Linked DNA regions of Mus musculus: regions 1, 3 and 4 are each linked to region 2. The links are chromatin contacts, called in public Hi-C and HiChIP or PLAC-seq maps. All regions are on one chromosome and are shown on one strand. The core of a region is the stretch at or near the end of the contact, and the rest is flanking DNA. Distances in the headings are between cores, read along the strand shown.

Region 1 (5,193 bases), core at 2,081-4,580, 290 kb after region 2:
CTCATAAGAGGAAACCCATTAAGACTTGGTAAATGAATAAATAAATGTACGAATGGGTGATAAATTGTGTCTGTATCGTATATCTTTTATCTCATGGATTCTGTTTGTTACTTTGAATATATTTTCTGTGTCTATAGCATTTTCCAAAAAGGCTAGAGGGGGAAAGTTAGGATATTTCCAATTTTCTGTCATTAATGTGAGACAACGTGGCTTTGCTTCCCTTTGCCCAGTGAGATAGTGGAGCAGGTCAGAGTGGCCAGACTAGGCTAAGCAGTGGATGTGTGACCAAGGTTAGACCCTCGGGAAGGACATAAGAGATCTGCCTGGGTAGAGAAGCTGGATGTAGTGCAGAAGGAAACTGTATGTATAATGCTTTTTTTAAAAAAATTAAATATGCAAAAAAGACAGAAAAACCTGATTAAATGACATATGTTCAAATTATTGTAGAAAGCTATAAAGATGGCAACAGTTTGGAACGGGAAAATATCAACTGACAACTCAGCTGAAGAGAATAAACAGTAAACTGGAAGATTCAAAAAGTTTGCATATATGAGTGCTTAATTCACTTTACTACTAACGTGAGAACTTTCCTAAAAATAATAGCAACTTTTGCATGATCCTCAGTAATTTCTATATATTATAGGCTAAAGAGATGCCTTAGTGTTGAGGGTACATGTTATAATTGCAAAGGACTGGAGATTTTTTTTGAAAAACCTGCATCTTGTGATTCACAAGTTTCTGTAACTCTAGTTACAGCAGATATTATGGCAACCTTTTCTACAGACACCTACATGCATGGTGTACATGTGCATACATACATGTAGGCAAGCACACATACACATAAAAAGAAAACAAATCTTTAAATTTTTCAAATAAATAAATAGGACTAATTTTCTCAAATATTCTTTTTTTATTACATTTCACCTACATATAGGCAGAGACACATGTGACCTACATATGCCATGGTGCACATATGGAGGTCATAGGAAGACCTGCAGGAATTGCTTTTCTTCTTCTACCATGTGAATCCCAGGGATTGAACACCAGTTGTGAGGTTTGGTGAAAATAACCGTTATCGATAATCATCTCACCGGCCCAAATTGTTCTTCTGATGTAGAAGGAATCTGATAAGGCAGAAAAGAATGAAAGGATACACGCTAACTGCACAAGTGCTTTGTGGTGGTACCCTGGTCATCTGACCTGGCCATTAGTATTTTTGAATAACCATTGATGTATAAATGCAAGATACAACACAACCAGACCAGTTCTATTAGTCACAAGTAGCCTGTAAGAGTTTCATCCATTGATAAAAGAGATCAAGATAGAAAATTCACACCAGAATCGTACTGTGCATAATTCATAATCTGTTGTGTGTTATTGGGCTTAAGCTGACTTATAGTAAACCACAGTGGGAAGGGAAATTGAATTTTATCCAGAATGAAGATGGTACTTTTAAGGGACCTAACTCTCAGCACTTTTCTCTGGCTGACAGCATCACACAGCCTTGCTTCTTCTCTTGTCTATAAATGAAGCAACATTTTAACAAACCTTTTCTACAGAAAAGAAAGATTGTTCCTGTAAATCAGCATCCCTGGCAGAAAGGACATCAGATAGCATCTGCTACAGGCTAAGGGTTATTGCTGAGTTGTAGGACTAGCGCACCATTAGCCTCCTTTGCAGAATCAAGCATAGGACAGGTTCTTGCTGACCACTGCTTTAGAAGTGACCACCATTTTTCTGTTCTAACATGTGCAATGAATAGATGGACAGCTCTGGCCAAGTTTGCAATATTAAGCCAACACTGACTTCCAGGTGGGAAAACTCTTTGGACTTGATTTCTTTGTTGAGGAAGAACGTGGTGATGCTGCTGCTAAGATCGCTTGACTTTAAGGCAGTCAAGCTTATTCCTGCCTCTCTAGACTTAGAAGGAAACCTGATCCTAAAATTTCATCACAGAATTAACTCATCCATATCCTCAGACCACCCAGAAGATTTCAAAGATCTTCTTAGACCTGGCCATAGGGCTTCACATCAAGAAGACTAGACAACTGACCAAAGACTCTTAGGATAAATCCCGTAACTGCTTCCATGAACTATAATCCACAGAGGGTCCAATTCTCTTATGGGTTTTCTGCCAACAAACCAGACTCAATATCTTACATAAATAAAACATTTATGTAGTGTTTTCTGTTTTCTGGGCCTAATAATCTGTTGTGCTTCAGAAAATCCTATCGATACGATATTCTCATCACAGTACATACAGAAATTCAGAAACTTGGGGTTCATAAATATCACTAATCTTAGTCTCTAATCTAAGACTGTCTTAATAATGATATTATTCATGTGCCACCTCTCCAGGAATTATTTTGCAGATAATATCAAAAGAGTAAAGTGGTCTGGACAAGGTCACTCAGCTAGTCAGTACCACAACTGGAATTATAAAGTATATTTGGTCAGGTTTTAAGCCATGGACTTCCCATGATACCATGGTGCCTTCCACCAATATCCTACTACTAGTTATACCTAAGTATCCCTCCCCTGAGCCTAGGGCCAAATATTCTCCAAGACCCTTTGGTTGATGATCTGGGTCCATACCTAACTCTTTCTGTTTCTTTTCTTTGGAGATGAGGATTCAAAGTCTTTTGTTGCTGGTGGAACACCTGCTGTACATGAACAGAGCCCTTCCAAAGGTAATAGACGCCATCCACTTTATTCTAGAGACTGAAGAGAGTTCTCTCTATTTGTATTTTAGTATGAGAATGTGGTCAATCCATCCCTTTGGTTGCAGTGTTTCTATGCTGCCCTGCTCCTAGAGGGGTTTGCACGAGGCTAAGAGGTTGCTCACCATTCTGTATTCCCCCACCTTCACCCTGGAATAATCACTCTGGAATAATCAGTATGAGCAATGCCTTGTCTCCACACCTGATCCTTGACAAATGTATGCTGTCACTTCTTATTATATTTGTGCATTGTAAAAGCAGCGTGCTCATTGTGTTTTCTCCCACTGCTATGACAAATCTGTCCTTTCCGTGGCAAAGGCATAAAGGGAGCTGAGCGGTCGCTGGAGCGCTATACCTCATAATAAGTACAAATGAAACCCCACTAAGGCGTTCAACGAATGTTACAACCAGCTCAGTTTTTAATAAAGATCTCTCTCAAGCCAAGGGATTTGAAAGAGGAGGTTTAAGAAACAGGATATTTAAGCACTTCAAATTGTTTCCGCAGAAGGCCTTTCTGCATCTCATTGAAGGAGCGAGTCATCTTCCTGTGTGGAGTGTTCTACAGCCGCTGAATAATAAGAAGGGTATTCAGGTCTGGCTGCAGCCACTGTGTATGGGGTGAGGTCTGTGGCACTGCAATTTCCTTCTCAGAAAGCAGAGGCGCTGCCACACGCCCCATCGCACAGGCTCTTCTCCGGGATGCTGAACAACTGGAGTTGCTAAGGGCTCTCTAGCCTTCCAGCCAGTACATCTGTGGCTGTGGCTTACCCCGAACCTGTGCAGGCAAGTTCCTCCTCCAGGAAAGCATCCATCTTTGCAGCATACTCTACTGACTGAAGTCGGTGCCTGTGCTGAGAAAGGTCAATGGTGGCAGGTAGCAATGATGTGTTTGAGACACACTAGGCCTTAACTTAGGTTGTAGCATTAGAAAGGGCAAAAGACATAAGCCAACATAAATCGATTGGTGTCAGGAGCGAGGGTGATCAGCTTCAACATTCTGGGAAGAATACACAGAAAGTGATGAGGCGTGCACATTGTATCTGAAGACGGCTTCTTACTACCTAAACTGAGTAAGACTCCACTTCAAAAAAAGTTAACAAAAGAGAAGGACCCCACAGTCTAGGCCTTAAAATTACCGTGCCCTATAGGGACAGCCTGTCAGGGAGCTATTGGGGGTAGAATTTCTTCCAACCCACACAGCAGTTTCACAAAAAGTAAGTGTCTACAGATGACCTCAATGGTTGGAAGCCCAGGAGGATTTGAACTCATATATTAGACTCTGAAGCCCAGAGACTCCTTAGATTCCTAAAATTCCATTTTATCCCACTAAATTTTGTCAAAAGTCACCTGTGTTCCATACCCTTAGGGAACACTGAATGAAAAAAAATGAAAGGAGAGAAGGAAGTCATCTTAAGATTTGTTATTTTCTGACCAGGCAACCATCAGCAAGCAACATCAACTCCTTGCCTATAAATGCTCAGTTAAAGCACCATTGATGAGCTTGTTAATGGAGGCTCTTCTGTAACCTCTCTGTCACTGGCTGTTAAAAAATACAGTATTCAGTTGTGATTCACTAATTTCATCACCCTAAAACATCTGTACTGGCTGATGCTCCAATGAGAGGTGTTGAGGCAGAGGGATGATTATGTCAGTTCCATACATCAGAACAGTTGTATTTTGATGGGGGAGGTGATATAAAGACCCCAAAAATTGTCACCTGGCAAGATGCCACACAGTCCTTGCCTTCCTTGGCACCGTGAAAATTACAGAGGTACAGATAACCACAGCAGGGCAGCACTTGTTTCAGGACCAGGGGAGAACGGAAGAAATGGTGTTTCAGCCTCAATGTTTTATTGGGAAGCCACAGGAACTTTCTGGAGTTGTCCCTACACGGTCTTTGGGCCTTTTTAGCTGTAGAACATTGTCTAGTAATTTGTCACAGAATCGAGAGTTTGAGAATTCTGAGATCATCCTAATTCCAAGCACTTATTCTATGAGTGGAAACTGAGGGCCTGGAGCGGTGAGGAGGGGGATAAAAAGTTTTGTGAGTCATACCTCCACTCCTCTGCTTCTTGCTGACTCCCACCAGGTATGAGTTACCCTGCTTGTCTTTCTAGCTTTATCCCACCACACCTGCCCACCCTTTCAAGTCTCACTCAGAGTACAAGAACACCGGGACACTACAAATCTCATTCATTGTGGGACTTGTATCCAGAATTCCCCAGAGTGGGGATTGTATTTATCTAGTTGACATATGATGTCTCAGCCATGCTTAAAATATGCTGTGCATGGCTCTTTAATAAAATGTAGTTGCTACAGTTTGATGGTTTCTTCCAAAATCCTTGTGTTAAACACTTGGTCTCTAATGGGACAGTGTTGGGAGATGGTGCCTAATAGGAATGGTTTGGGCTATAGGGGCATTGTCTTTAAGGATGGATTAATGTCATTATCTTGGTAGTGGGTTCATTATTTA
Region 2 (5,156 bases), core at 2,420-4,919:
TTCATCTGTCTCATGAAACTTGCTTTTCCTTGTGTTCCTATGAGTGCACGTATCACTCTTCTTTCTCTGTATACAGTATTCCTTTAAGTATCTTCTGCAATTCTGGCTTAATGATCATGAAATTATTTTGAGCTATCTTGAGATATTCTTAGTTCTCTGTCAATTTTAAAATGTTATAGGAGATGCCAGCTTGCTTTGAGACTTATTCGCCTTCATGGCTTGAAATATATTGTTCCATGCTTTTCTAGTTTTTCTGACTGCTGATGAAAGATCTGATATTGTTGTAATGTATTTATCTTTGTAGGTGATTTGGTATTTTCCTTGAACAACTTTTAATTATATTTGTATTTTAACATGTTTGCTCTAGTATTATTCTCTGATCATGTCTATCTGGAGTCCTAAAAGCCTCTTGCAATTGGATGTCCATTTTTATCTATATATTTGAAGAATATCCTGCTATATTTTCATTGAATAGATTCTCTGTAATTTTACTTTTCACCTTATCTCTTTCTATTCTTAGGGTTCTGTTGAATAATTCCCTGAGTTCTTACACATTTTGGTCATGTTCATTATTTTTTTGTTTGTTTTTCTTGATTGATGTATTGATTTGATTTTCTTGATTGAAGTATTTCTTGTATCTTGTTCCACATAAAACTCTGTTCCAAAAAAGAGTGAGAAAGAGAAATAATAAAGAAAAAGAAAAGTCTTCTGTGCTGGTGTTGGTTTGGGGGTTAAGGATGGCTCAGTAGTTCAGAACATGTCTTACTCTTGCAGAGGACCTATGTTCAGTTCCCAGCATCAGCATAGCAGCTCATGACCATTTTAACTACAGTTCCTGGGGACCTGAAGCTCTCTTCTGGCTTACACAGGCACCAGGAACACACATGGTACAAATACATCCATGCAAACAAACACTCATTCACATACAATAAAAATAAACTTTTTTAAAGGGCTCCTCTGGAAAAGAATTCACATTTAATTTGAAACACTCATGAGTTGCTCTCCTACACGAAGTGTCAAGTTACTGATTTTAGCTAATTTAGTATCCCTATATGTGAAGTCCTACTTATACTCTACCAGGTCAGCAAACAGAGCATTCCCAGAAAAAAAAAAGGGGGTGGGGAACTGAAGACAGGAGGGCCTCATGTAGATCACTGATACTTGTTGAAGGATAGTTGATCACACTGTAAACCTCAAGATTGTGTTATTTTTTTAAAAAAATGCTGTTTCTAGTTGTGTTATGGTTCAGCCTTGGCACACACCTTTAATCCTTCTGGGAAGAATACAGACGTGCCCTTATTACACACCTTTAACTCCAAACAATGAAAGTAAAGTTAGTTTATAGAAGGAAGCACCCATGTTTGAAAGTAATGTCTAATAGAGTGGCAGACAAAGTGATGAATCAGAGTAAAATTTGACAGAATAGGATACACCCAACTCTCAGGAGAAGAGAGAGGAAAGGGAGACTACTTAAGAAAGAACAGCGCAGAAAAAATAAAAAAATAAAAACAAGAGTGGGCAGTCAGTTTTACCAAGAGAGCTTTACAGAGACAGATTAAAGAGTGAAAAAGCTAAACACAGGTGAAGACAGAATGAGCCAGAGAATGAACCAGAGAATGAGAAGAAGCCAATAGAGTAGAATATATTGCCAAAGTTAGTGTGAGGTTAAGTAGACAAATCCATTCAGGAGAAGCAGAGAGAGAAAGAGAGAGAGAGAGAGAGAGAGAGAGAGAGAGAGAGAGAGAGAGAGAGAGAGAGAGAGAGAGCACAATTTGAATCTGTCAGCTTGGAGAGGAGTTTGAGTCAGAACAGCTGAGTTGGATCAGCCTGGCAGAGATCAGGAAGAATATGAAGAGGTGAGTTTATTCTGAAGTAAGTCTCAGAGGCTTAAAAACAGCCCAGGCCTAGATTAGATTGTATGGAGGCTAGAAGCATCCAGGACTAGGACTAGGTTATCAGATGATGCAGTAAGCCTCATAGACAACAATTACAACAGGAGATTAACAGTTATGTTTATACATATTGCTTGCATTACAGCAGAGATGCCCTACAAAGTGGACTTCCCCTCTACCAGGAAGAGTGGCCCTTGACTGTCTCCTAAATGTGTGTCATGGCTTTTCAAGTTGACCCCCCCCCCTAAAGCTCTACCACCTATAGGTGTTCAAGGCTCCACCACCTGCCTTCTCCAGCCTCCAAAGGTGTTAAATGCTAGAATCAAGTAACTGCTTGCTTCTCATCAATGCCTCTGTACTGCTAGTTTTATGTCTGTTCGACATAAGCTAGACTCATTCGGGAAGAGGGAACCTCAGCTGAGAAAATATCCCCATCAGATTGTCTTACAAATAACAGTATGGAGCCTTGTCTTTATTGATGATTAATGAGGGAGGGCTCTGCTCAGTGGAGCCAGTGCAGTCCCTGGGCTGGTGGTCCCAGGATTAAATAAAGCATGCTGAGCAAGCCACTAAGAAGCCCTCCTCCATGCTTTCGGCTTCAGTTCTTACTTCCAGGCTCTTGCCTTGTGTTCCAGTCCTGACTTTTGTTACATCTCAAGCCCAGAACAAAAGGCTAAAGTGCCTACCCAATATATCAAAGCAAACCTGGCCACCAGGCTCTCCCTATATCCCTCATCCAGTACCTGGTACAAGTTATGGCTGCCATATCCTTCCATCTAACCTAAGCCCTAGCCCTTCCCCCCAGCTGCTCTTTCCTATATAATTCAATCTTTTAGTTACCTCGACTTTTCATTTACCCTTTACCTTCTTGGCCTCTTGGTCTTGATCTCCCCTCCCCACACCTTCTCTCCATGTGGCCTGGCCCAGGTCATAACTACTCTGGAATCTCCCAGATGTCCCTGTTCCTGGCTATGTCTCCCTTTTATCTATAATAAACTTTCTCCTCTGCCATACCTAGGTGTAGTCATGTCCTTTCCCTTTTTTATTTTTTTATTTTTTATTTTTCTATTCAACTCCCTTTGACAATGGGCTGTGACATGGAACTGTAACCTTGAAATAAATTATTTCCTGCCCAAGTTACTTTCAGTTACGACATTTTATTACATCAATAGAAACCCTAACTAAGACAGCAGAGATGCCCTGCAAAGTAGACTCCCCTCCTCTCCCAGGACTCAGGCCTCTCTGCCCTTCAGTGGATAGAGAGGTCATCTATCAAATCTCATGGACAGTCTTCAGTTTGGCCTGTTCTTGTCCACCTGAGATATTGCACAGCAGTGATCTCCCTTGGAGGTATACTGCCCAGAGTGAAGCTAGCAAAATTGTCAAAAAGTTTGATGAGAGGTAGGGAGAGGGAAAAGGAGAAGGGAAGGGAGAAGCAAAGGAATTTGAGTCATATTTTCTATTGGTACTAATAGCAGAAGTCAAGCATTACTATTCCAATTACAAGGGTTGAGTGACTTGTTCAGGACACAGAGCCATCTCGAAGGGGAAGCTCAGGACAGACAGATAGATCCAGAACTCAAACTCCAGGCTTGATTGCAAGCCGAATCTCTTCATAGCACCACATTGCCAGGCTGGTGTTCTCTAAGGGCCAGGTACAGATGAAGATGGCTAGTGCTGGGAGAGTAGGCACAGTGGTCTCCCACTACAAGGAAGGGCTAGCTAGGTAGCAGGCAAGAAAGGCATCCTTGTCTACAGTGTTGACGGGGCCTTTACAGTCCAGTCAGTGCTTACTCATCCTCCAGCTGGGAAGGGATGCACTCCTCCCCCAGAGGGTCAGATAAGGGTGAGAAAGTTTCTGTAGAATTGGTCTGAAGAAGAATCGGGAACCTGGAAACACTAGCCTGATTGGTACCGTGCAAGTCTAGGCTTGGATCCCAGCCCTGCCTGTGACCCTGAGCTAGTTCATGAACTTGTCTGTTTTCAGTTTGCTGATAATCCTATCCGCCTTGACAAACTTTCCTGTCCCCTCTCTCATTCCTTTTCAGGACGGCCGTGTTGTACCCAGGAGTAATCTTTAACAAATGTGAAACTAATAAGTCAGGACTCGTACACTACTGAATTAGTTTTCAGTAAATAAACCCCATTCATTTCTCATTGAACTTGAGACTAAATCCTCCATCATTCTGTGATCTCCTGTGTCTCAAGTGACCTGTTCCCTCTCTACTTCTCTACCTCACAACCCACTTCACAGACATTCTTCCAGCCCTACTGTCTCAGAGCACCCCTCCCCCACTCAAAGAGCCTTCATGTCCCAAAGCTTTCTCCTTTGCCAGCCCCTCCTTTCTCCTGGTGAGTGCTAATCATTTGCATGTCTCAGCTTCTCCTCTGAAAAGCAAACTGCCTCACACACTATTGAAACTCAATCACTGCTTTGCAGTTTCTTGCTACTCTGTATTTTCTTTCAAAGTATGAAGCAACACTTGCAGCCATGCATCTGAGCGTGTGATTCCTTGATCATGGTTATCTCCATAAGCTGTCAATCCTTTGAGAACAAGGTGTGAGCCTCGTTTGATCCATTCTGTCTAACTTGGAGCCATTCCAGTGCCCCGTTTATATTAGTTTACAAGCTCAAGAGATGCATGGGATATTGAACACTGGTGGCTGAAGGATATGTTAAGAATATTGAGGACCTTTAGGAGATCTTTGCAGCTCTGTCCCTGCTGTTACCCCCTCAATGGATATAGTCAGACTATAGTTCTCAGAAGTGGGTACAGCTCCTCCTTCCCCCCATTAAGAAATTCTGACACGGACCCTTAGGGGTTCACTGAAAGCAGTCACTGTGCCTGTGGAGCCAAGCTGAGCAGATCAGATGGCAGACCCTAGTACCCAGGGGATCAGGAATAACCTAGCAGGGAGTTTGGAAGGTGCTGGAGAGCCAGCCCCTTGGGTCTCATCAGACTGAGCCCTCCCTGTCTCTCCCGCCCCCTGCAGAAAGCTGCTCTGCCTGGTCCAATGCCAACTGGGCTGCTGCTTGTTTTGTTGTATGTGCTGCTAGGCAACTGGCCTGTTTTTGCTTATTTACCTCCCCTGGGCCATTTCACAACACTTAGTAATAGGCCTTGCTCTCTCTGGTGCACATCTGGTTTACATTAGCCTGTCAGAGCCCCTTTGCAAGGAGAGCTTGCCCTTCTCTCAGTGGTGACCAGCGAAGGCTCCCAGGACCCAGGCTGCTCCTGGGCGTTGATCACTCACCCAGTCCCC
Region 3 (4,931 bases), core at 915-3,414, 270 kb before region 2:
TTATGATCATGCTTCTTTACATATGTTCCAGTGTCTGACAAAGAGTATAGCATACAGTCCACGCTCCATAAATATTTTCAGACTAAATAAAATAACGATTTCCTGAGGCTAAGGAAATAACTCCATTGGTAAATTGCTTGTCTCACAAGCATGAGAACTAAGTTTGATCCCTAGCGCCAGGAAAAACAGCTGGCTTGTTGCTTTCAATCCTGGTGCTGGGAGGTCTAGATCAGAGCATCACTAGGGCTCAATGGCCAGCCAACATAACCTTCTAGGTGAGCTCAGGCCCCTGGGAGAGACTCTGTCTCAAAAAGGATATGGATGGATCCTAAGAACTGACATCCCAGGTTGTCATCAAGCACATACACACTGCATATACGCTCACACACGTACACCTGTGCACACAACCAAGCATACCTGTACACACATGCACATACATGCATGCCTGTATGCAAATGTGCACCCATATGAACATGTGCATAACATATGCATAAATGCATATATACAAACATAAAAATAAGAGCAATTAACAAATGACCATTGGATATATGATGATTCTTTCAGCTTATCTTTTTCCCAGTGGAAATCTAAAAACTTGTGATGTTTCCTTGATACAGTAGACCCAAAAAGCACACTTTAAGATATGGGATTGTATGTGTCTCCTAGGACTTGCGTGTTTCCAGAGAACGTTTTAGCTGTATTGAGTACTGGCCTAATAAAAGCATACCAATTTTAAGGGCCCACATTTTCCCAGAAGCAGCAGCCTGGGAAAAGGCACGACCATGCAGTGCTTAGTTAACAAGGTAAGTTCCTGGCCCCACACAGTAGCAACCTACAACACCTCTAACTGCAAGCAGGACTCACAGGGAAGGGCTGAGGCTGGGGAGAAAGAGGCCTGAAGACCTGTCTCTGAGTCATCTTAAAAGCCCTTGTCTGAACTACTTCAAAGCCTTCTTTTTTCATCTTCATGAGAAGAAAAACTGTCCGCAAAGGTTGTTATAAGGACCAAGTGACGTGATGGGCACACAGTATTGAGCACACATCTAGCACATGGTCAATCAGCAACGAATATAAGCTGCTGACATCATCACCGCCTTGTCATTACTACTGTTACTCTTCTTACTAACTGGACTAGGGGAAAAACATCTCTCAGGAGGGAAAAAGAAAAAGAAAAAAGAAAGACAGTTCACCATTGTTCTCAAGATCTCTGCTTTCCGGAGCCACTGACGAAGCAAAGGCAGGCCAGGGTAGAAGAGGCAGCAGTTCAAGTCCTAGACCACTGCTTAAGGCTTCCACAGAAGGAGCCCTGGGCAGAGGGACGGGTGGACGTTTCCCAGAGGCATTCTCTCGCACCTGCATTTCTTCTCTTTTGTCTCAGAAATCCACTCCCTATCTGCTCACCTTGTTACCATGCCCACCACCGGCAACAGTGGTTGTTTAACCCCTGACACTGCTGGGACGTTTTATAAACTGTAATCACCACAAGAGTCTTCTGAAGTTGGGGACTCTCATTAATCTTCTTTTATTGAGAAGGAAACTGGGCAAGAAATGGTAATGAGTCCAAGATCACAGCTACACATTGCTAAGTCAGGGACTCCTACCCAGGCAGTTCAATTGCAGACTACTCCGAGTATCAAAAAGGCCTCCTTGAAGCTCCTCCTCACATGAGGTTGTGAGCAGACACATCACACTCCAGCACATCTCCATATACAATGTGTGAGGCACGACCTAAGGCCCATGGGCTTTCTGCAGCTCGGCTGCAGTGAGAGGTATTGGCTGAGCACTAATGCCCTGCACTTCTGTGGCTACCAGGGCTGACACAAATGATGAGCTGACCACCACTGGGAGATGATTAAAAGTCTGCCATTAAGCCAAGCTGTGCTGGAGTAGATCTGCTTTCAGGGAACTCTTCATCAGGGAACTATATTTTCTTCTTGACAATTTCCTTAATGGCAAGAGTGTTAGAAGAACAAAAGAGACCCAAGGGCAAAGAGCAGAAGATTTTGATGGAGGCAGAGACTGGGAGTGGGGAGAGAAGAGGAAAATTAAACAGGCAGAAGAGAAGATGACCTCTCTTTTATTTCTGCAGAGTGTCTGGGTAGCGCAACCCACCTCTCTGTGGTTTTCTCTGGGGCACTAACAGCTGCTCAGAGCTCATCAAAGTTTAACCAGACCAATCAATACAGAAAAAAATGGGTGACTGTCCAGCTGAAAATTACCAAGCACTTCATGAATATTTAAGGACCTCAACTAGAAACAGGGAGAAAGACCAGAACTCAGGGTTTCATTTTTTTTTTCCTTTTGGGGGATGGAAAGGGAGATAAAAGAATGTCTGTTGTTAATGATCACCAAAATATGAAGTCATAGTAATATCACAAACTAAAACTAATGATTGAGACATGAACTAGTCACAGCCAGCGTCACCTGCTTCCTTAAGACAGCAAGCCCAGGCTTATCACAGGCCACTCAAGATGAGCATGTGTGGGGCTCATATGAAGATGCTTTCTTAGAGCATGCCATAGTTTTCTGCCCCTCATTGTTTCTCCTACCCACAATGCACTGACCCTTGTGTGTCCAACTGGGAGGATACAGAGCTCATGGTTAATAGGAATCAGACGTTTAGGTTCTTGCCCTGCTGCTGCCAGTCACTAACTCCTGATGACCGGGTAAGCTGACCAGCACTCCACTCCCCATCTCCTCCTGGAACAAAATGACCTGGGGGCAGCATTAGTGCTAGCTGTAAGGCTAGTTCCACCAAGTTCCAAGGATTCACCACAGTATGTGCTAACACACTGGCATACAACAGAGACACACTGGGTGCCGCCATGACTCTTCCTTCCTCGTTTCCACAGCTCAGGCTTCCACATCGTCTGCACTGTCTTCGTTGCCACCATGCCCTGAGAGTCAGCTCTAGCTCTGTGAACTGGCTGCAGCAGTCCTCCCAGCACATTTCAGCTGTCTGTCACTCACAGTAAGGTTTGCTTCTGAAAGGCAAAGCCTACCCCACCCAGCCACATGCCTCCATTTACCTCTAATGCTTTGTGCAGACCGAGTACCCGCATACGAAACTGCTGAGCAGCGGGGGCATGCACAGGGAGGGGCTGCCGCGGTTCTGCTCTTACCTTTGTGACAAGGCAGCATGCCGCCCAGATATCCTCTGAGGACTGCTCGTGGTGGTTGAATTGAGGCTCCCACTTCTTAATTGGCTGCTCTGCGAAAGCCAAAAGGAGCCCTCTCTGGTCCACTAGAGCCGCACGGACACTACCTGTTCCCACATCGATGCCCACATAGTAGCGACTTGGTTCCTGGTCTCTGCCAGACATCATGGTCCCCTCTACCTGTGGTGGACAAGTGCAAAAGCCATGTGAAGACAAGCAGACCTGCTCAGACAGCCAAGAAATTCATTCTCCAAAGTGGGCAGAAAAGGGGAATCCAACTACCTAGCTGGGGGCTGTGTATTTATTTATTTAACTTCCCAAAGGTTTTATTGGCACTGAGCAAGGTGGTCAGAGAACAGGCACGCGTAGCACATTCTGTTCCCACTCCTGGATGGGCGTCAGAAATTAAGCACCTGATTACAATTTGACTTAAGCAACGCTGAGACAATAAGAGGGCAGAGGGGAGCAGAGATGGAGCCGGAGCCATAAGAGATGAGCATTTACTCCGTGAATCTGAATCCACAAGCCTTGGAACCAAAAGAAGAATCATTTCCTAGCCAGGCATACAGCAAATCAGCCTCATAGGTATCCTGTGCCAAGCAGTGTATGCAGCCACGCGCTTCCACTCCTCTCTATGAGTGGACGCAAGCACATGGGAGTCTCTGCAATGCTCCTGAGCCAGAGGAGAGTCTAAAAGGCAAGCTTTTTGTTTCACACTAGGCCCATCACTACGGGGACACCAAATTACACTGACAGGAAGACCAACATCTGGAAGCAGAAGGTATTCCCCACACTTCACTGGAGCAGCTGGGCCTGAACTCAACACCTGTGTAACCCTGAGCCTTAGCCCCCCTCCCTTTTGCTGCAGAGGCTTGACATTTTAAGAAGAAGCACTTATACCAGAACCATGGTGAGATGACTGGGAATCAGGAGGAGACCCAGGAGAGGCAAGATCAAGAGTGTGTTAGATGATCTATTTTCCTGACAGACCCCCGATGAGTTACAAGGAAACCTGACCAGAGAACCCTCAGGGCCTGGGCCCACACCTGGGCCCTTGGGGCTGCTCGTGGTATGAGCCACAAGACACAGGATTCTCCCAGGGCTCTCTCTCCAGACTCACATGGGGCAGCCTCCTGACACTAACCTCACTAGCACAGCCCAGCTGCCCCCTGGTCAGCAAGGGGGTCTGAGCTCCTGTGGTATAATTTTAACCTGAGCAGTCTGCACCCTCACCTTAGAATAATGAGGGTTTCTCAGCCACTACGCTCTTGGGGATTCTAAAACAAGTCAGCCAGCAGATGTTCAGTTACTGCTTCCTGGATATTTACCCCAATAAAAAGGAAGAAAAAGAGACAAAAAAAAAAAACCTTCATTAAAAGTGATAGCTTCTGCTTTACTCACCATGATTTGCCATCTGTGTTTGCTCCCTTTTGGCCCTGTGGCAGGTGAAGAAGAAAATGGAGAAGCAAGAATAATAAAGCTCACAGCCTCCCCTGAGCATGACAGGGCTCCCAGGCTCAGCAGGTGGGTCTTCCTGGCTCCCTGGGTCCCTGACTTTTTTCCCCTCGAGAGCTCACATAAACATGAGTACCAGCTTTCATTCTTTCATTCACTTGGGAGTGATACCTTCTCTTTAAGCCAGTAACCAATAAAAGCAGATTTTTAAATAACCCAGACACCTGTTGAGTTGTCATTCCCATCCTCCCTGTTTGCTCTTAGTGGTTCACAGGGAGTAGAGGAAGTCCTGAGTGAACATGGATTGTTTGACATGAG
Region 4 (4,760 bases), core at 488-2,987, 470 kb before region 2:
TTTAGTAAGAGCCTCCTACACTTACAAAGAGCAATTTTCTTGATGAGGGGTGAGGGCTATACTTACGTCTGTGGGTATAAAGACAAACAATTAGAATGCAGTTAGAAGTTTGTTGGTTTGGTAAGGTGGTGGCTGTAGGTTCTCATCCAAGATCCATGACTTCACTAGCACTGGGCAGTTGGATAGGTTTCCAGTACCAGCCAATAGATAGATGAGAGATGATAGACAGGCAGACAGACCTACACAGACAGATGGATAGATAGATAGAGCAATAGAAAAATAGTTAAAAAATAAATAAATAGATAAACAACAATTAATGAAAAAGAGGCCATGAGCTTGAAAAAGAACAATGAAAGCTATATAGGAGCTTTTGGAGGGAGAAAGAGGAGAGTAACATAATTTTATTATAGTGCTCTCCCAAATACATGAAAATCTTAAAAAGTCACCATCTCTGTGCACGGGCACTAGCTATTGTCTTTTGGACATATCCTCTCAAACAAGTCACTGTGTTCCAGGTATGGCTAAGAGGACATTCATGCAAATCTAGACAAGAAGAAATCTGCTCTGTAGAACTCTTCTTCCAGTTTTGGCTTAACATAAAAAGGTAAGTTTAAAATGGCTAGGCAAAGAGCACTAAAAGCTATCTAGATGTGGTACCTCCCTTTGTGACTTTATAAACGTTTGTTTATAAATAAACAAAAGTGTTTGTCAAGCCCAGCTGAGATGCCAGGGCAAGGCTCACCGTATACATCTTTAAAAGGAGACTGATGAATGGCGAGACAGCATGAAGTCAAGAGGAAATGGCAGGTATAGAGAAGACAGGATGAAATGCCCTATTCCTTGCGTACCCAGGGACATCACAAATGTGACAGATGTACAGAAGTGATCCCAGCCCTCCTTCCTGTCAGCAGTACCGTAGGCCCCTGAGTCTACCATGCATCAGTCCTGGGAGACCTGAAATTGCTAGAAGGAACAAGTCTCCATCTCCAGGTGCCCAGTTTCACATTTTTTGCCCCTAGCCTTAAGATCCGGGTAAGCCTGAGTCCATTATACTCAGTTTTGATGAAAAAGGAAAAAAAAAAAAAAAAGAATAGGTTCAGAGCATTAACTCTTAAGTTCTAACTTAATGTGTGTTACAACTAAGACCAAACCAGGATTTAACCAAATCTGACTCTACGACATTCTCTTTCGAAACAACTTGATTTAAAAAAAAAAGTTGCAAAAAATAGAGTCAGAGACTCTTTCAGCTCAGCTCTTGTGGGCCATGAATAGATATGCAGCCTGTCCATTTAATAAAGTTGTGGACTATCCTATGTAAGGAAATGTGGGGCAGGGGCATAATCAAACAATTCCTGTTACACCCTCCCTCTTTTCTACAGGCAACAGCAGTGCTGTGAGGTTAAGTTGAAAGAAAAACTGTTTTACATTTAAATAAGATCATAGGAAAGAGAGGTGGTTTGTAACACCGAAGCAGTAATACAGAGACTCAAAGGAGAAAGGATATTGAGGAAAAGTTAATTTGGGGGTGCTTAACCCCTGTCTGTGTGCAAAAAAAAAAATCTCTACTAATATATAAGGTATGCAAACACTGTAGGACAATCAGAAACAAATGAAATGCTGGCTTCAGAGTAACAGGATTCAGCTGTGGGCAATGGCCAGGAGGCAGCTTTTGTTATGAATAGATCATCTGGATGGGAAGCAGGCCTGATTCCAGCCCTTGGAGTAGATCTTTTGGGGTATGAGAAAGTACTTGGGCCCATCTGGACTTCCTTAGGAGAAAAGAGAAGGGACGAAAACAACTGTCAGTAAAATATATGGCATGATACAGCACAGCTCTCTGAGGGTGGCTTAAATGGAAACTGCACGCTATTAATTTGTATTCAGTTTGCAAACCAAAGAGAATGATAATTGCCCTTATTTTTTAAATAAAAAAAAAAGGCGAACAAAGGCACACAGTGGGCGTGGAGGGGGGTGACTATTTGCCAAGAAGTTACTACAGTTGAATGCGTTTGTACTGGTAATCTCTGTGGTCTTGGAATTTCCTAGTTTACTGACAAGAAACCATGTCTCTTGGAGGTCAATGCCTTTCCATGGCTGCATGGATGTTATGTGGCAGGATGCAGATCTGATCTGGACCTTCACGTCTTTCTGTTGTAAGGGGTCACCTCTGAGCAATTCAGCAACTATGGAGTCAAAGCACATCTGGGGGCTCCAGGGAAGCAGCCATTCACCTCCTAGATTTTTACCATTTCCAGGGAAGTAGGTTTCTAGGGAAGGGCTATGGACTGCATGGGTAAGGCTCTGTCAGAAAAACTCTATGACTGAGTTAAGTTCACTTCAGGAGTCCCTAGATTTTCCCTCTCTCTACACTCACTAGGTGGTAAGATAAGGAACTGGCCTGGCTTTCAGACTTGTCAATTCCAGAGAACCCATGATCTCTGCATGTGATATAGTCTGGCTTGCCACTGGTCTGGCAAACTGAGAACCTGGCTCTCACTTTAGGGACAGACAAATAGCTCTTGAGTAGGAGCTATTTTCTTCTTTCTTACTTGACTCATAGGATGGTAAAGTAGCAAAGTATTGAGTCCTGGCAGGACAGAACGGCCTTCCGTGTGCAGAACTCGGGATGGGAAGCTGGACACTGAGGCTATACCCTTAGCCATAGTACAGAAGAGGACCGTCTTGTTCACCTATGAATAACAGGTCTGTGTAGCAAGTGATTAGCCTGGTCCCTGTCTGGCTCCCCTCTTGAAAAGACAGACAGGAAAATTTTCCTGCCAGGATGTTGAAAAAAATCTATAGGCAGGTTAGAATAGAAAGCAACTCTGGGCTGTCCTTTTTCATCTCTTCAGGCTTCAAGACAGTCTTGCCTTGCCATGTGCTGAGTCTATGACTCCCTGTACTCTTTATTATGTTACTAGGGAATATTTAATCCACATTTCTGTCTGAGTTCAAAGTACAGACAAGTCTCGTTAATCCTTGTAAGATGCAAAGATGTCTCCATGAGGGAGGGAGCAGCTGAAAATGGAAGTAGGCTTGGGTGGAAAAAAACCTGAGTCTCATTTCTTATGCTGAACCACGAAGACTGCTCAGTTTTCAATTTGTGTCTCTAATGGGTTGATGTAAGAAGATAACTGATGTTTACACTCAAGGCATTTGTATTAATTGATGCTCCCTCCTCACCCCAGGAGACTTTACATAACAGCTGCCTCCTAGGGTTTCAGGGCCATTAACTGAGATCTTAGATGCAAAGCAACTGTCTTGGTTTCTGAAAGATCAGAACAGTTGCCTGATAAGAGGCAGGGAAGTACCAAAAGAACTACTCAGAGAGGTTGAAAATCAATTCTATCTAGAACAGGGGCCCTCTGTAAGTATTCCACTGAGTACCTGAGTACCTTTTAGACTTGGGGGAGAGAGGTGAAAACCATCCTGGCTTTGGCTAACTTCTCAGGAGTTGTGATGTCTGATAGTCAATCCCAAAATGGCAATACATTGTCGTGAGAACCTCAGCAGAGGTCTAAGTTCTTAGGACAAAGCTGCATAAGACACCATGTTCTGGCTGCAATACAAGCAAAATATAAGAAAACTCACTATGGAGTCACCAGACTCTCAGTGTCTGGGTCATCATCAATGAAGCAGAAGATGTGTAAAATCATGTCATTCCTAAGAACAAAGGAATAGGCAGGCAGAGGGAAGGATCTGAAGGCTCTGGAATAGTACTGAACGAGTGTGAGTTTTATTGATTGATTGAATGGAGAAATAATCACTATTCTCATTTTGGCTACTTTATAGCCAGTTGTCTACAGGATTGGAGCTGATGGTTCATCTGAGTCTGTTGATGGCATGTCCATTGGCTCTGCTGCCTGACAGTTTGGGAGGTCACGGGCTATGTAAGTGCAGCTTACAGAGCTCCTTCTTGGCCAGCTGCAGCTTCTGAGCAGCTGCACAGTGTGGCACTGTGTGTCCTCTCTCCTCTTGCTGAGAAATCCATAGACACTTTCCAGGACTCCCCTTCAGAAATGCCCTATCCCATCCCTCCTCCCCCTGCCTTTATGAGGGTCCTTCCCCAATCACCTATCCACTCATCTTCCCTCCATGGCATTCCCCTACACTGGGCCATCCAATACCCTCAGGCCCAAGAGCCTCTCCTCCCACTGATGTCCAACAAGGCCATCCTCTGCCACATATGTAGCTGGAGCCATGGGTCCCTCCATGTGTACTCTTTGGTTGGTGTTCCAGTCCCCGAGAACTCCAGGGAGTCTGGCCAGTTGACACTGTTGCTCCCTCCATGGGGCTGCAAGTCCTCTCAGCTTCTTCAGTCCCTTCTCCAACTCTTCAATTAGGGACCCTGCGCTCAGTCCAATGGTTGGCTGTATTCGGCCTCTGTATTTATCAGGCTCTAGCAGAGCCTCTCAGGAGATGGCCTTATCAGGCTTCCCAGAAAGCACTCTGGGCATCCACAATAGGGTCTGGGTTTGGTGGCTTTACATGGGATCCCCAGGTGAGGCAGTCTCTGCTCTGAAGCAAGTGTTAATGAGAAGTTTCAATTTGCCAGACATGGGTGCTGGGTCCTCTAGAAAAGAGCAAGTGCTCTTAACTTGAGGCATCTACCCAGCTTCTTCCCCATCATCCCTTGCCTCTTCATGGATTGAATGTACCGCATCTGCTGGTTTGACATTGGCTTTTAATGTATCCATCCAACTCAAGCACAAAGCCAATTCTTAAATGGCTAATCTTAGACACTTAAAAGGGGAAGGAGC

What was found. HiChIP or PLAC-seq counts read pairs in DNA pulled down with a chosen protein or histone mark. A called contact is a pair of places that touch in the nucleus more often than the background predicts.
Region 1: a contact with region 2 is called in a CTCF HiChIP or PLAC-seq map of the NIH/3T3 cell line, with 8 read pairs. The contact joins two enhancer-like sites. A contact is called at or near these places in 1 of 15 datasets of contacts at CTCF or cohesin (the NIH/3T3 cell line), 5 of 484 Hi-C or Micro-C datasets (the C2C12 cell line, bone marrow-derived macrophages, embryonic stem cells and 1 more) and 1 of 115 datasets of contacts at active chromatin or transcription factors (the NIH/3T3 cell line).
Region 3: a Hi-C map of liver shows a contact between it and region 2, with 2.2 times the contacts expected there. The contact joins two enhancer-like sites. A contact is called at or near these places in 1 of 15 datasets of contacts at CTCF or cohesin (the NIH/3T3 cell line), 2 of 484 Hi-C or Micro-C datasets (both in liver), 1 of 115 datasets of contacts at active chromatin or transcription factors (the 230-238 cell line) and 2 of 9 other capture datasets (adipose tissue and macrophages).
Region 4: a contact with region 2 is called in a Hi-C map of uterus, with 2.6 times the contacts expected there. The contact joins two enhancer-like sites. A contact is called at or near these places in 2 of 15 datasets of contacts at CTCF or cohesin (the NIH/3T3 cell line and pro-B cells), 5 of 484 Hi-C or Micro-C datasets (the 63-12 cell line, CD8 T cells, bone marrow-derived macrophages and 1 more), 4 of 115 datasets of contacts at active chromatin or transcription factors (the 230-238 cell line, embryonic basal ganglia, embryonic stem cells and 1 more) and 2 of 9 other capture datasets (embryonic tail and embryonic trunk).

Annotation. Positions count from the first base shown.
Region 1 is chr4:95,024,243-95,029,435 of GRCm38.p6, reverse strand. No RefSeq gene overlaps it. Among named protein-coding and RNA genes, the nearest start is that of Jun, 25 kb to the left of the region's middle. Within about 2 kb of position 3,330, at least 38 of the 459 cell types and tissues checked have an H3K27ac peak or open chromatin away from gene starts, as enhancers often do. A contact at or near this core is called in the C2C12 cell line and the NIH/3T3 cell line, where this site is marked.
Region 2 is chr4:95,317,859-95,323,014 of GRCm38.p6, reverse strand. No RefSeq gene overlaps it. Among named protein-coding and RNA genes, the nearest start is that of Gm32240, 110 kb to the right of the region's middle. RefSeq lists an enhancer at 4,281-5,156. Within about 2 kb of position 3,669, at least 109 of the 459 cell types and tissues checked have an H3K27ac peak or open chromatin away from gene starts, as enhancers often do. A contact at or near this core is called in the C2C12 cell line, the NIH/3T3 cell line, liver and 1 more, where this site is marked.
Region 3 is chr4:95,583,639-95,588,569 of GRCm38.p6, reverse strand. Fggy (FGGY carbohydrate kinase domain containing) reads right to left here. Exons shown (of 16, transcript NM_001113412.1): 2 at 3,123-3,338. The coding sequence starts at 3,326. Among named protein-coding and RNA genes, the nearest start is that of Fggy, 29 kb to the right of the region's middle. Within about 2 kb of position 2,164, at least 9 of the 459 cell types and tissues checked have an H3K27ac peak or open chromatin away from gene starts, as enhancers often do. A contact at or near this core is called in liver, where this site is marked.
Region 4 is chr4:95,786,023-95,790,782 of GRCm38.p6, reverse strand. All of the region lies in intron 8 of Fggy (FGGY carbohydrate kinase domain containing), which reads right to left. Among named protein-coding and RNA genes, the nearest start is that of Hook1, 180 kb to the left of the region's middle. Within about 2 kb of position 1,737, at least 10 of the 459 cell types and tissues checked have an H3K27ac peak or open chromatin away from gene starts, as enhancers often do. A contact at or near this core is called in uterus, where this site is marked.